Linked DNA regions of Triticum aestivum: all the other regions are linked to region 1. Evidence: chromatin contacts called from public Hi-C and HiCAR-type data. All regions are on one chromosome and are shown on one strand. Each heading gives the region's core, a stretch centred on a gene start, on an enhancer-like site or on the middle of the called end of the contact. The rest is flanking DNA. Distances are from core to core; before and after follow the strand shown.

Region 1 (3,821 bases), core at 461-2,960:
TTAAACACGTTGCTGATCAATAATCAAAGCTACAGAGCCATGAGAAAACCTATAACTAGTTCAATATACTACTATTACTATGATGGAAGTTGTTTCATGGAAATTACAATAATAAACATGCTAAGTTTTTATTCTATATTCTATAATTAGGCAAGCAACTAATGAACTAAGCATGCTACAAGTGTCAGCCAGCATACAGTAAAGACCCTAACAGCCTATTACACCTTCATTGCTGGCACATGTTCAAATAATCATAAATTAACTCAAAATGAATTTCTCTTGGATGAACTTTTGTATCCTAAGTATTCATCTTGAAAAGCTGAAATTGGCATGTTCCAGTTCCAGTGCTGAGGGAACCCAAAAATATATCATTAATTATATTATTATGACATTATATTTCAGCTAACACACCACAAATGCATTTACACATACCAAATCTGCGAAAATTGACATCAATTGGCAAAACACATAGTGGGTTAACTGAAACATAAAAAGACCAAAACATGTGCACATAATGTCATTAAAACCAATGTAAATCACCACTTCCATTCATTCCAAGGATCACTGAGAAGCAACCTTCACTGTGCCTCAACCAAGACAACATACTGATTTCTAAGGCAATAGAAGTTAAGCAAAATTATCCAATGGCCCAGCATACTAACTGGCAACTGCACAAGCCAAGCAGCACACTCCCACCAATGAGACTATCTAATCAGAAAAGCAGTACAGTACCTCATAACACCCAAACCAAGCAAGTGATGAGATGATAATCACTTAAACCTCATGAAATGTAGTGGCACTCAACGAAATTGCACCTTTCCCTAACAGTCAATTACTAAGCCCCACACACAGCATGTTCCAATACAGATGATCTCAACACCATGAGTTTCTCGAAATAAAAAATCTGAGACTCATTTCCACATGTTGATGTTAACCCCCCTTTCCCCCATACGGCCATCACACTGCACACCAGCCATGTTTCCCATCAGAAAAGGCGTCCAGAGATGGGAATTGTATGGAGAACGCAGCGACCTGCTGCGCCATTTCAGTCACAACCCAACCCCGATTGCATCTGCTAACCGAACGCCCCATAAGAAAACCACCTCTCCTGGGCAAACAGGCCTCCCCCCCCCCCCATACCCTAGTCAGGTAAGCAACCACTAACCAGCAACACCGAACGACAGAGTCCGAGACAGTCGACGGAGGGCGGTACCTGCGGGTGGAGCCGGAATCGGCGGGGCTGGGCACCAGCGGCGACGCCCACGCGTGCCCGCCGCCATAGCTCCCTCCCTCGGAAGCCGACGGACTCGACAGCGCCAGATGCTGCCTGCTCTCGGCGCACCCGTCCCGCTCCTCCACCTTGACCGCCGCCATACCCATCTACCGCCGCCGCCACGTCATCCACGCCGCCGCCTGAAGCCAACACAGCGAGATCAGCATCAGAAACCCCCACGGAAACGCGTCGAGACAACAGAAACGGAAAAACCGAGGGGCGCCGCCGCCGCCGCCGCGCACGAACCAGGTAGGCGCCCCCAGATCGGTGGGGGGATCGGGAGGATCGAGTCGGGCGGAGACGGCGCGACGCGGGGGGCGGACCGAAACCCTAGGCGGCAGGGGAGGAGGGTGTGGGGTTAAAAGGATGGAGCTTTGGCTGCGGCTGGGCGGGTATCTGTCGCGTCGGGGCGCGCCGCGGGGTTCGGTTGTGTGCTGGCAGCACTGCTATACAGACGACAGTACGTAGACGATTTATGAACGACAACCCATTCAAGCCATCCATGCAAAGCAAAAGTTGTTTGCAAACCGCTGGATGGACCATCGTGCAAGGGTCGTTCACCCTAAGGGAGAGGGGAGGAAGGAAGGAAGGATGGAGGCGTCTTTCAAAACCCCTCGCCCGTTGCGTTGAAGGAAAAGGGGGCGACGAGGAGGAGACGGGAATAATTTATCGCTCCCTCCCGGGTTCGGCGGTTTCCCGTATCAGCCCCTGACGTTTCGGCGAATTGCTAGGGGCGCCATTTTTGCTGTTGGTTAGCTTGCTTTGCACACACTAGCTAGCAACTCCATTTCATTTATGTCGCGTGATCCATTTGTACTCGAGGCTGATTTGATTGTTGATTCTCGTTGCATGCAAGTATTAGTATATTGTTGGTGTTTTTCACCATTGATTTTAGTTTTCCTAAAGTCTAGAGCGCAGCCGTACAAGCAGCATATCAAGAGCTCCTACGCGTATTGATCGGCTGCTCGGGGTTTACAGGGAGACTCTCGAGTTAGAAATTACGAGAAACATGAAGGAGCGGAACAAAAGACATAAAAGGCAAACTCGGTCTGAAAACTGATCGCTGCGAAAGAATAGTCTGCGCGTAGTTTCTGGCTTTTCAGCTGCCTTCACGGGGTTGGATGGTCGTAGCTATTGATTATTGTCGATACTTGCCCCATAAAAATCTTATCTTTCATAATCTTAATTGTTATTGCTCCACATACGACCCTCGTAGTAAATGTGGTCGTGCATATCCTTTGGATGTAGATATGAGATATATTACAAAATTTGTTTCAGAAAACGACAAAAAAACAGATATTGTGGTCACACGTCCAACTGATGAAGACCGAAAATGAATGGGCAAGCCCGTGTGTCCTTCCAACAGCAATGGTACATCTGCAAATATCTTTTTTGTATGTGTCAGGGTGGGGAGCGGGTTCAGTGGTTAGAGAAAGTATCACACGAAACCCTATCACTCGATGAAAACCTAACAATCCATATGCGAATCGTCGGACCAGATACGTGGGTAAGCACCACGTGTCTCTTGTTTTTTCTGTAAAAAGCAAAGAATGGTGGGTGGATAAGCCAAGGAGCATTGCAGATCCGACGTCCCACATTGTAGTTTCCCGGTTTCTATCGAGAGGACGGCCCAAGGAGCAGTTCGCAAATGCAGAGTGGTGGAAACTCGGAGCAGTTCGCGATTCCGGGGGACGCGAGGGGGCGAAGCGGGAGGTGACAAAGGGCCTGTGTGATCCGGAAAACGGATCGACGCGAACAAACGGCGAGAACGACGCGGGGGGTTCACGGCGGCTGGGCCGGGGCCCGATCCCCTGGCCGTGGGTCGGACAGACAAATGGGTGGTTGGTGAGAGTATCGGTCGGCGTTGCTTTCCCTTTAACGAACGCGGCTGGCGGCCGTGGTTACCGTTGCGGGCGCGACCGGGTTTGAACCCCTAACGGCCGGCCTAACCTCCGGTGTGGCGCGCTCGGCCGTCCGATCGTCCGCGGGTCGTCTCTGGCCGTCTGATGGCCGCGGCGCGTGGCTCCTTGCGTTCTAAATCGGTCGGTCAACGGCTGCGTCCGATCCGCTTCACTGCCAACGTCTCGGTCGGTGGCGTGCTAGTTGTGGCAGATTGTTATGCTAGTTTCTTAATCTGCCTTCCATGGAAGCTAGCAGTATAAAAGTCCTCATAGGACATAGGGAAAGGGAAAATAATGTTTTTTCAGCCGTTGGAAATATCTATTGTTTGTTCGTTCGTTCGTTCGGTTAGAGAGACACAAAATGGTCGTATAGTTGGCAGTAGCCTTTTGGTTTGGTTAGCGCCTCCCGTCACTCGGGTCGTTAGGTTGCAAGCTCATCACGGTTCAGTGATGGCTGATAGACACCTGCTTATGAACAAACCGGGCATCATCTCACTTTGTTTTCTTATTAAGCTATATTTTTTGTTTTGTTTCAGAGACACATCATCCTAGCTTTTGTGGTCTTAGTATGACTTAATTTTTTTTAACAAAGTACACAGACGCTCGTACATATGCAGATACGCCCATCTCTATGAACGCACACACGC
Region 2 (3,843 bases), core at 452-2,951, 190 kb before region 1:
GCGATATAGCATCGTTTACATAGTTGCATGGGTTTGCATGGATTTGAGATATGCTAATTGAGGTGTCCGGTCGTAAGATGAGTAATTTGAGGCTTGACCGGTCAGTGTCCGCATGCGTGTCCACGAGCGTTTGAGAAGGTCGAATTTACAAGTCCGGTTGTTGATGCTCTAAGGGTATGTTTGGTAGCATGTATGGATCTAGCCTAGTTGTCCTCCTCTGATACATGTTGAGTCCATGCATTTGCTGTTGTTGGGCAGCGGTGTATGCGCTGAGACTTTATTTGGCAGCCTGCATGTGTTTGGAAATACTGAACACATTCACATTTTGAATATTTTTTTGAATGGTGTACAAAATTGAAAAAATGCGAACAAAAATGTAAATATATTTTGAAATTCTGAACTTCTATTAAAAATTTAAACAAAATTTTAAATTCTATTTTTTGGAAATTTTGAACATTTTTAAAATTCTGAACATTCTTGAAAATTTAATCAAAAATTAAAGTTCTGAATATTTTTTGAAAATTTAAATAAATTTGAAATTCTGAACATTTTCGAATTTTCCTTTTTTTGAAATTCTGAAATATTTTGATTTTTTTCTTTTTTGAAATTCTGAATATTTTTTTGAATTTTTTTAAAAAAATTATATATATTTTTTGAAAATTTAAAAATGTCTTGGCGTGGCCTGGTGGGTGAGGACGAGGGTCGGGGTGAGCATGGCTACCTCCATGCACCCTCTCTATGAGCATGATGAGGACCCTTTTTTGCATCAGATGGGCATAACCCAGATGAACCCGTGCACCTTATCAAACAAGCAAAAATGAATTAGAGTGAGGGCTTTTACCCTCATACACCTTGTCAATCAAACCCTAAAGAAGCGGTGGCACGCACACAAAAGGCAGATACGGCAGCTCAGCTTGTGCCTCCCAAGGAGGCAAAGGAAAGCCATAGGCATGGATGGATGGTGCCGCTGCCCACACGCACGCACGTACGGCTATTTTCGCTCCACACCAACGTCACTGCTTTGCTATTTTCGCTCCCCGCCGCATCGTTTGATTCCCGGCAAGCCAAGTCTGCCTCACTAATTAAGCATCAGCCTTTCTTTCTTGGGGAACAAGATGGATCCTTGAAGCGGCGAGAGCATCGAACGCTGATTAACTACTCCTGCTGTCTCTGTCAGATGCTGCTATCTCGTTTTCTAGATGAATGAATTGCCCTATGCAAAGGGTATCCCGTTCCCATTTTTTTCTCTTCAAAAAGATCAACAGTTGGACCCTGGCCTGACACGTTTTAGCTTGCATCGCCTCTTATGTCACAATCACAAGCAGCTGATATTTATGTTGTACTACTACTTGGAGTCCTATCTCGCGGTCAGCTCCCTTGTATACGTAGTATACTGTAACAAACAGAAACAAAAATCTAATCTCGGCTGCAGTATCGAACAAGAAGGCAGTTCATCACCCGGAAACAAACAACTTTCTTTTTTGGCGATCATCGGAAACAAGTTCGTCCACATCCTGAATCTGGTCGATGAGAGACTCCACGCCAGCCTCTCCGAACGGGTCGGTGACGGCCGGGCCCGGACCCAGCCGGTAAACTCGGTCTTATCCAGCGGGAAGAGCCCACGCAGCACACTACCCACCCCCCCGGCAATCCCGTGAGCGCGTCGTCGGTCGAGCGAAACCGCAGCCGCATCTCGTTTCCTTTCTCCCCCTCGTCTCGCCCCGGTAAAAAAACCAGGCTCCCCCTTCCCCCCCACCCTCGCCGCCGCGGCGCTTCCTCCACCTCCACCTCCAGTCCAGGCCTCCACACGGCGCACGCAACCGGAACAAGAAGAGGAGAACGAGGACATATCGGCGGAACGCATCTCGAGCTCGTCCCGCGCGGATCCCCCGCCCCATGCGCACGGCGCCGTCGTGGTCCTAGCAGCCATGAGCCTCGCCTCCCTCGCCCGCGCCGCCGCCCGGTCCGCGCGCTCCTCCCGCCCGCGCCAGGCAAGCGCTCCCGCCCCTGCACACCGTCTCTTTCTCCGAATCCCCCGCGCGTCTGGGTGGGCCATGAAAAGTGTATGAATTCTTTTTCTGTGCTGTTCGTTCTCTTAGGGTTTCTCCCTGGGCGGGCTCCGGGCGCCGCCATCGCCGCCGCTCCCGCCGGCCCACGGCGGGGACGCCGGGTCGCTGGGGCTCGTGCGCGGGTACCTGACGGCGTCGCTGGGTAGCCCTGCCGCGGTTAAGACCTCGGAGTGGAGGTACCTCCTCGCCAGCCCGCAGTTCCGCAGGCTCTTCTGCAGCGGCTCTAAGAAGAGTGAGTGTTGTCGTGCCTTATTTTTCGGTCAGTCCGGGTCGGGTGTCTCCTGGCACTGCTGAAATATGCATCCTTTTGCGCTTTCAGATTACGAGAATTACTACCCCAAGGGGAAGAAGGAGGCGCCCAAAGGGGATGGGAGCAACAAGGATTCCAAGCGTAAGTCGCCGCCTTTCTTATCTGTGCATCTTGTTCGTGTAGAGAAGTTTGTGTCGAGTCCAGTGAATTATTCACTTACGACACACTATTACTGAATGTGCTTGGCCAACAAGATGGGTTAACTATGTACGCGATGATCTCCTTGCCCTATGAGTGCCCGGCAGCTTTTGATGTAACAATGGGATAATACTTCCTCCATCCCAAATTACTTGTCTTAAATTTGTCTAGATACGGATGTATCTAGATACATTTTACTGTTAGGTACATCCGTATCTATAAAATCTAAGACAAGTAATTTCGGACAGAGGTAATAGGATATAACTGGATAATGGATTGGTCACAACCATGTCTGATGGTAGTTTAACTTCTCAGTTCCAAGTGCTGCCAATTTCAAGTGTGATTAAATTGTAATTCTCTGATATGCAGAGGAATCCGATACAGATGGTCAATGGAATTTCCAGGATGGTACTTTCAAGCAGCTGCAGAACTTCCTGGGACCTCTATTGCTTTTGGGCCTGATGTTCTCATCCTTGTCTTCAAGCTCATCAGACCAGAAGGAGGTAGTTTTCATCTCCTTCCTGGCAAATTGGCCATAGTGTTTTTAACTGTAAACTAATATGTTTATTCTGACGCAAAGAATTCTGCAAGTTGCTGTTCTGTTGTCAAATATATTTGCTTTCTTTGTTGAATCCCTAAATCATGGCTATGTGTTGAAAACCCCAAGAAAACAGAAAACTTTTTTGCTACCATAAGGACTATACAATCTGTATGTACCCTGTCACCTCCAATCAAAATTTGGAGGTTAGTTAAGCATTATTATCCAATAATTGTGGCAAGCAGCAGCAGACAGTAGGACCATATTTCCCACCATGAGGTCTTCTTATTGGTTTCACAAATGGGATGGCAGAGAAAATACCCACACTTTCTCTTTAGATGTTTATAAGTAATGTGTGCAACACCAGATAACAGATAGCAGGCTGTGATCATTATGCAATATGTAAGGCTGCAGATGTTTGCCAAAATATGTTCATAGAGATGATGTGCTATTTTGTAGAATAGATGATGTTTGATTCTATAGCCCACTTAGAGGTTGTTCTCACTAATTAATTCTTGCTTGTACGCATGTGTACCTGGTGTGGCGAATTGCTAACGTGCGCCTTGTATTTGTAGTTTCCTATTCTTACCTTTGAGTGCAAATGCAACTTCAGAACTACTCCCTCCGTAAAGAAATATAAGAGCGTTTAGATCACTACTTTAGTGATCTAAGTGCTCTTATATTTCTTTACAGAGGGAGTATCAGTTTTTGTTTTTATTAATTGTAATATTGTGTTTCTTGGTTTGCATATTTGTTCACTTTGAATTTATGGATGTTGCAGAATCTTT
Region 3 (3,471 bases), core at 598-3,097, 200 kb after region 1:
CATGGCCTCGTGCCACCAAACCCTGGGTCACCATGCCTTCGGGCAATATCCATACACACACATACCCTTACGCGTGACTCTGGAAAGCACCATCCCGTGCCTCCAGAGGCGACATGGCCTCCTGCCACCAAACCCTGGGTCATCATGCCTCCGGGCAATATCCATACACACACACCCTTACGCGTGACTCTGGAAAGCACCGTCCCGTGCCTCCCAGAGGCGACATGGCCTCGTGCCACCAAACCCTGGGTCACCATGCCTCCGGGCAATATCCATACACACACATACGAAGAGTGCCTCAACCGTGGCTAGCTCCTACGCACACGTGACTTCACATGCTTCAAACCCGTGCCTATGGAGGCAACATACCAATGCCTTCGTAGTATGCACACATGTGCATGCACACACAAACCTATATATCGTCAACAAAGCATAGCTCTTAAGCAGACGTGACTGCACATTCTTCAAACCTGTGTGTTCCGAAACAAAGCAGTTTACCTTTGGCACGACCTGTTAGGAGGTTCCCTCGCGCGCTCACACCGCGAGGGACAACGCGCCGCACAAACCAGCACGTTGCACGACCAACACACACTTCGACATATGCCCCTCTTCAAGATGTTTATGAAAATTAAACGAGCCGAAGGCGAGCAGGAGGTTCCCTCGCACCGGAGGCGCCGTGTCACACCGCAAGGAAAAACGCACCGCACGAACCAGCACGTTGCATGACCAACACACACTTTGACCTATGCCCCCCTTCAAGATGTTTATAAAAATTAAACGAGCTGAAGGCGAGCAGGAGGGTTCCTCGCGCCGGAGGCGCCGTGTCACACTGCAAGGGACAACGCGCCACACGAACCAGCACGCTGCACGACCAACACACACTTCGACATATGACCCCCCTTCAAGATGTTTATGAAAATTAAACGAGCCGAAGGCGAGCAGGAGGTTCCCTCGTCCGGAGGCACCGTGTCACACCACGAGGAAAAACGCGCCTCACGAACCAGCACGCTGCACGACCAACACACACTTCGACCTATGCCCCCCTTCAAGATGTTTATGAAAATTAAACGAGCCGAAGGCGAGCAGGACGTTCCCTCGCGCCGGAGGCGCCGTGTCACACCGCGAGGGACAACGCGCCACACAAACCAGCACGCTGCACGACCAACACACACTTCGACATATGACCGCCCCCCCCCCCCCTTCAAGATGTTTATGAAAATTAAACGAGCCGAAGGCGAGCAGGAGGGTCCCTCGCGCCGGAGGCGCTTTTCTTCAATTTGGTAAAGTTATACACCCGTGTCTCTCCTAGTGTTCACCTGTGCCTATAAAAAAGTCACACGATTGAACAATTCCGAAGACTGCCGTTTTACATTAAAAAGTTGCTTTTTCGTTACTTGAAAGGTCACATTTGATAGTGTTGGTAGTCCCCGCCCGTAACTTCCCCATAAATCTCCATTACCCGAAAATTTAATGGGAATAGAAAGGGAAACGAGAAAGGGAAACAGGAAACCAAGCGCGCGAACTGGTATTTTTTTTTATGTTTTCGCGCGGAAAGGGAAAACAGAAAAATGTGATAGTTTGAGGGTCAAAGTGCAAAACGCACAAAATCACAAATCAGAAAGGAAAAATCGAAAACCAACCGCGCCATCTAGTTTTCCCTGGTGGGAGCGCTCCGCGCGCAACACTTGTCACGCGCGGAGCGCTCCCGAACCGCTCGTTAACTAGTTGCTCCCCATAACTACAAGGATTATCTCAAAAGAAGAAGAAAATAGCTGCAAGGCCGTGGCTGCTTCGTGGCTCGGTCCTTCAGGGCCAGATTCTCTAAAAATAGCAGCCCTTCAGGGCCCGGGGGCCACCAACCGCGGGAGACCCAAGCGCGCGTTGCCACAAGGGCCCATGGCCGGAGGGAATCGCGCCGCGACGACGCGCCCGGTGCGGTGTCGCCGGCGCGCGAGGGAGAGACCACACGCGTCGTCCGACGCCGACCCCGACCACGGCGTCGCGTCGCGTCACGCACCCACCGCCACCGACGCGGCACACGGCGTTGCCCTGGGAGCTTTTTCTCGTTGAAATCTCTGGTCTCCGCCCTGTCGCCTTCCCCTCGATTAATTTGGCCCGTCGCTCGGTCGTGCGGCTACCACCTCACCTCACCTCGCCTCGCCTCGCCTCAGAGTGTGCTGCGTCAGCCAGCCGGAGCCGGGCACGCGCAAAAGTCGAAAGCTCCTCTCCTCCCGTCTTCCGGCAGCGATCTTGGCCTGTGATGCACCACTACTAGCCCCGAAGAACGACAAGCTATATCATGCGTCCGCGGGTGGAAGATCCGGCCTCCCCGCTCTGAGGCGCAGCCCAGGTACTCGATGGAATTCCCCCGCGATCGATGTGCCTTCTTCCCTTTGACACCAAGCCTGGAGGAGCTGCTACCTCGCACCCTTCTTAATCTGATACGACAGTGCAGATTGCGTGTGGTTTGGCCTGCCTGCCTGCTTGCTTGCTTGCTTTCCATGGTTAATTTTCCGTCTGCTTGCTAGGTGCGGTCGTACTAACACGTTCACTTATCGTTTGCGCTGCACGCTCGTCTCGTCGATGCTTTGGTTTCCTGCGGCATTTTGAGGTCAATTCTGAGCAATCATCGTTGGGTTCAAGTGTCCTAGAGTAGATGGAGTGTTGCTATCGTAATTAATCACGCCTAATGCAGTGCATGAATACAGGCCTTGATTTGTGCTTACATGTTTGCAGTCTGCCGCATGTCCGCCTGAATTTAGCCAAGTATGTTCTTTCGTGGTGAAAGTGACAGCTCTATAAGCCTAGTATAAAGTTTAGTTATTATTCGTTTGTTGCCTTGTCTTGCATGTGTTTTTTGACTTCCTCTACATCTTTCCCTTCAAAAAGGTTGGTAATTGAAATTTGGAGACTGGCTGCACAAGTAGTATCAATTATAGCACCTCACACGAAACACCCAAGATCAGATTATACAATACAGGATCAGGATCTTGAAAACAGTAGTTCACTCTCTGAAAGGGCCTGACATCTATGTTTATCTTCTGTATCTGCCTGCGTGTGTTAAATTTTACTGTACTGCAATTTTGCAATATGATGTTTATGTTAAGTCGCTTGCTTCTTGGACTTATTTTTGCTTCGGTTGTGTGTACAAATGTATATGCTCCCACCAAGGTTCTCTCAGACATTCTATCATAATAACACTGAATTGCATCTGAACACTTTTAGCACTTCCAGTATTTTCAAGGGGCATAATAATCTCTCTTGAGAGATGATTTGCATCTCAATTTTCTGATCTTTTTCTACATGTTTTCATGGGTTTTCAACTTTTATGCAGCCCTGTCCCAAGGGGTGCTTTAATGCTCCGGTCGTACCTAATTCAGAAGGTCAGAATATCTTGGCTCCCATCCTTCCAATCGGTAAGCTAATTTTCTCAGACATAATTCCGACAACTTTCTTGCATTCTACTACCAG

What was found. Hi-C and Micro-C count contacts between places; a contact is called where the count stands out from the background. HiCAR-type assays count read pairs that join an accessible place to other places.
Region 2: a contact with region 1 is called in a Hi-C map of leaf, with 3 times the contacts expected there. The contact joins the promoter of LOC123135915 here to the promoter of LOC123135924 in region 1. A contact is called at or near these places in 2 of 5 Hi-C or Micro-C datasets (both in leaf).
Region 3: a contact with region 1 is called in a HiCAR-type map of leaf, with 3 times the contacts expected there. The contact joins the promoter of LOC123135931 here to the promoter of LOC123135924 in region 1. A contact is called at or near these places in 1 of 5 Hi-C or Micro-C datasets (leaf) and 1 of 1 datasets of contacts at active chromatin or transcription factors (leaf).

Annotation. Positions count from the first base shown.
Region 1 is chr1B:517,002,274-517,006,094 of IWGSC CS RefSeq v2.1, forward strand. LOC123135924 (transcription factor MYB3R-2) reads right to left here and starts at 1,711. Exons shown (of 9, transcript XM_044555180.1): 1 at 1,520-1,711; 2 at 1,214-1,413. The coding sequence starts at 1,380.
Region 2 is chr1B:516,814,433-516,818,275 of IWGSC CS RefSeq v2.1, forward strand. It overlaps LOC123135915 (ATP-dependent zinc metalloprotease FTSH 8, mitochondrial), which reads left to right and starts at 1,702. Exons shown (of 8, transcript XM_044555164.1): 1 at 1,702-1,991; 2 at 2,100-2,301; 3 at 2,389-2,460; 4 at 2,887-3,020. The coding sequence starts at 1,929.
Region 3 is chr1B:517,203,025-517,206,495 of IWGSC CS RefSeq v2.1, forward strand. LOC123135931 reads left to right here and starts at 1,848. Exons shown (of 4, transcript XM_044555200.1): 1 at 1,848-2,350; 2 at 3,335-3,416.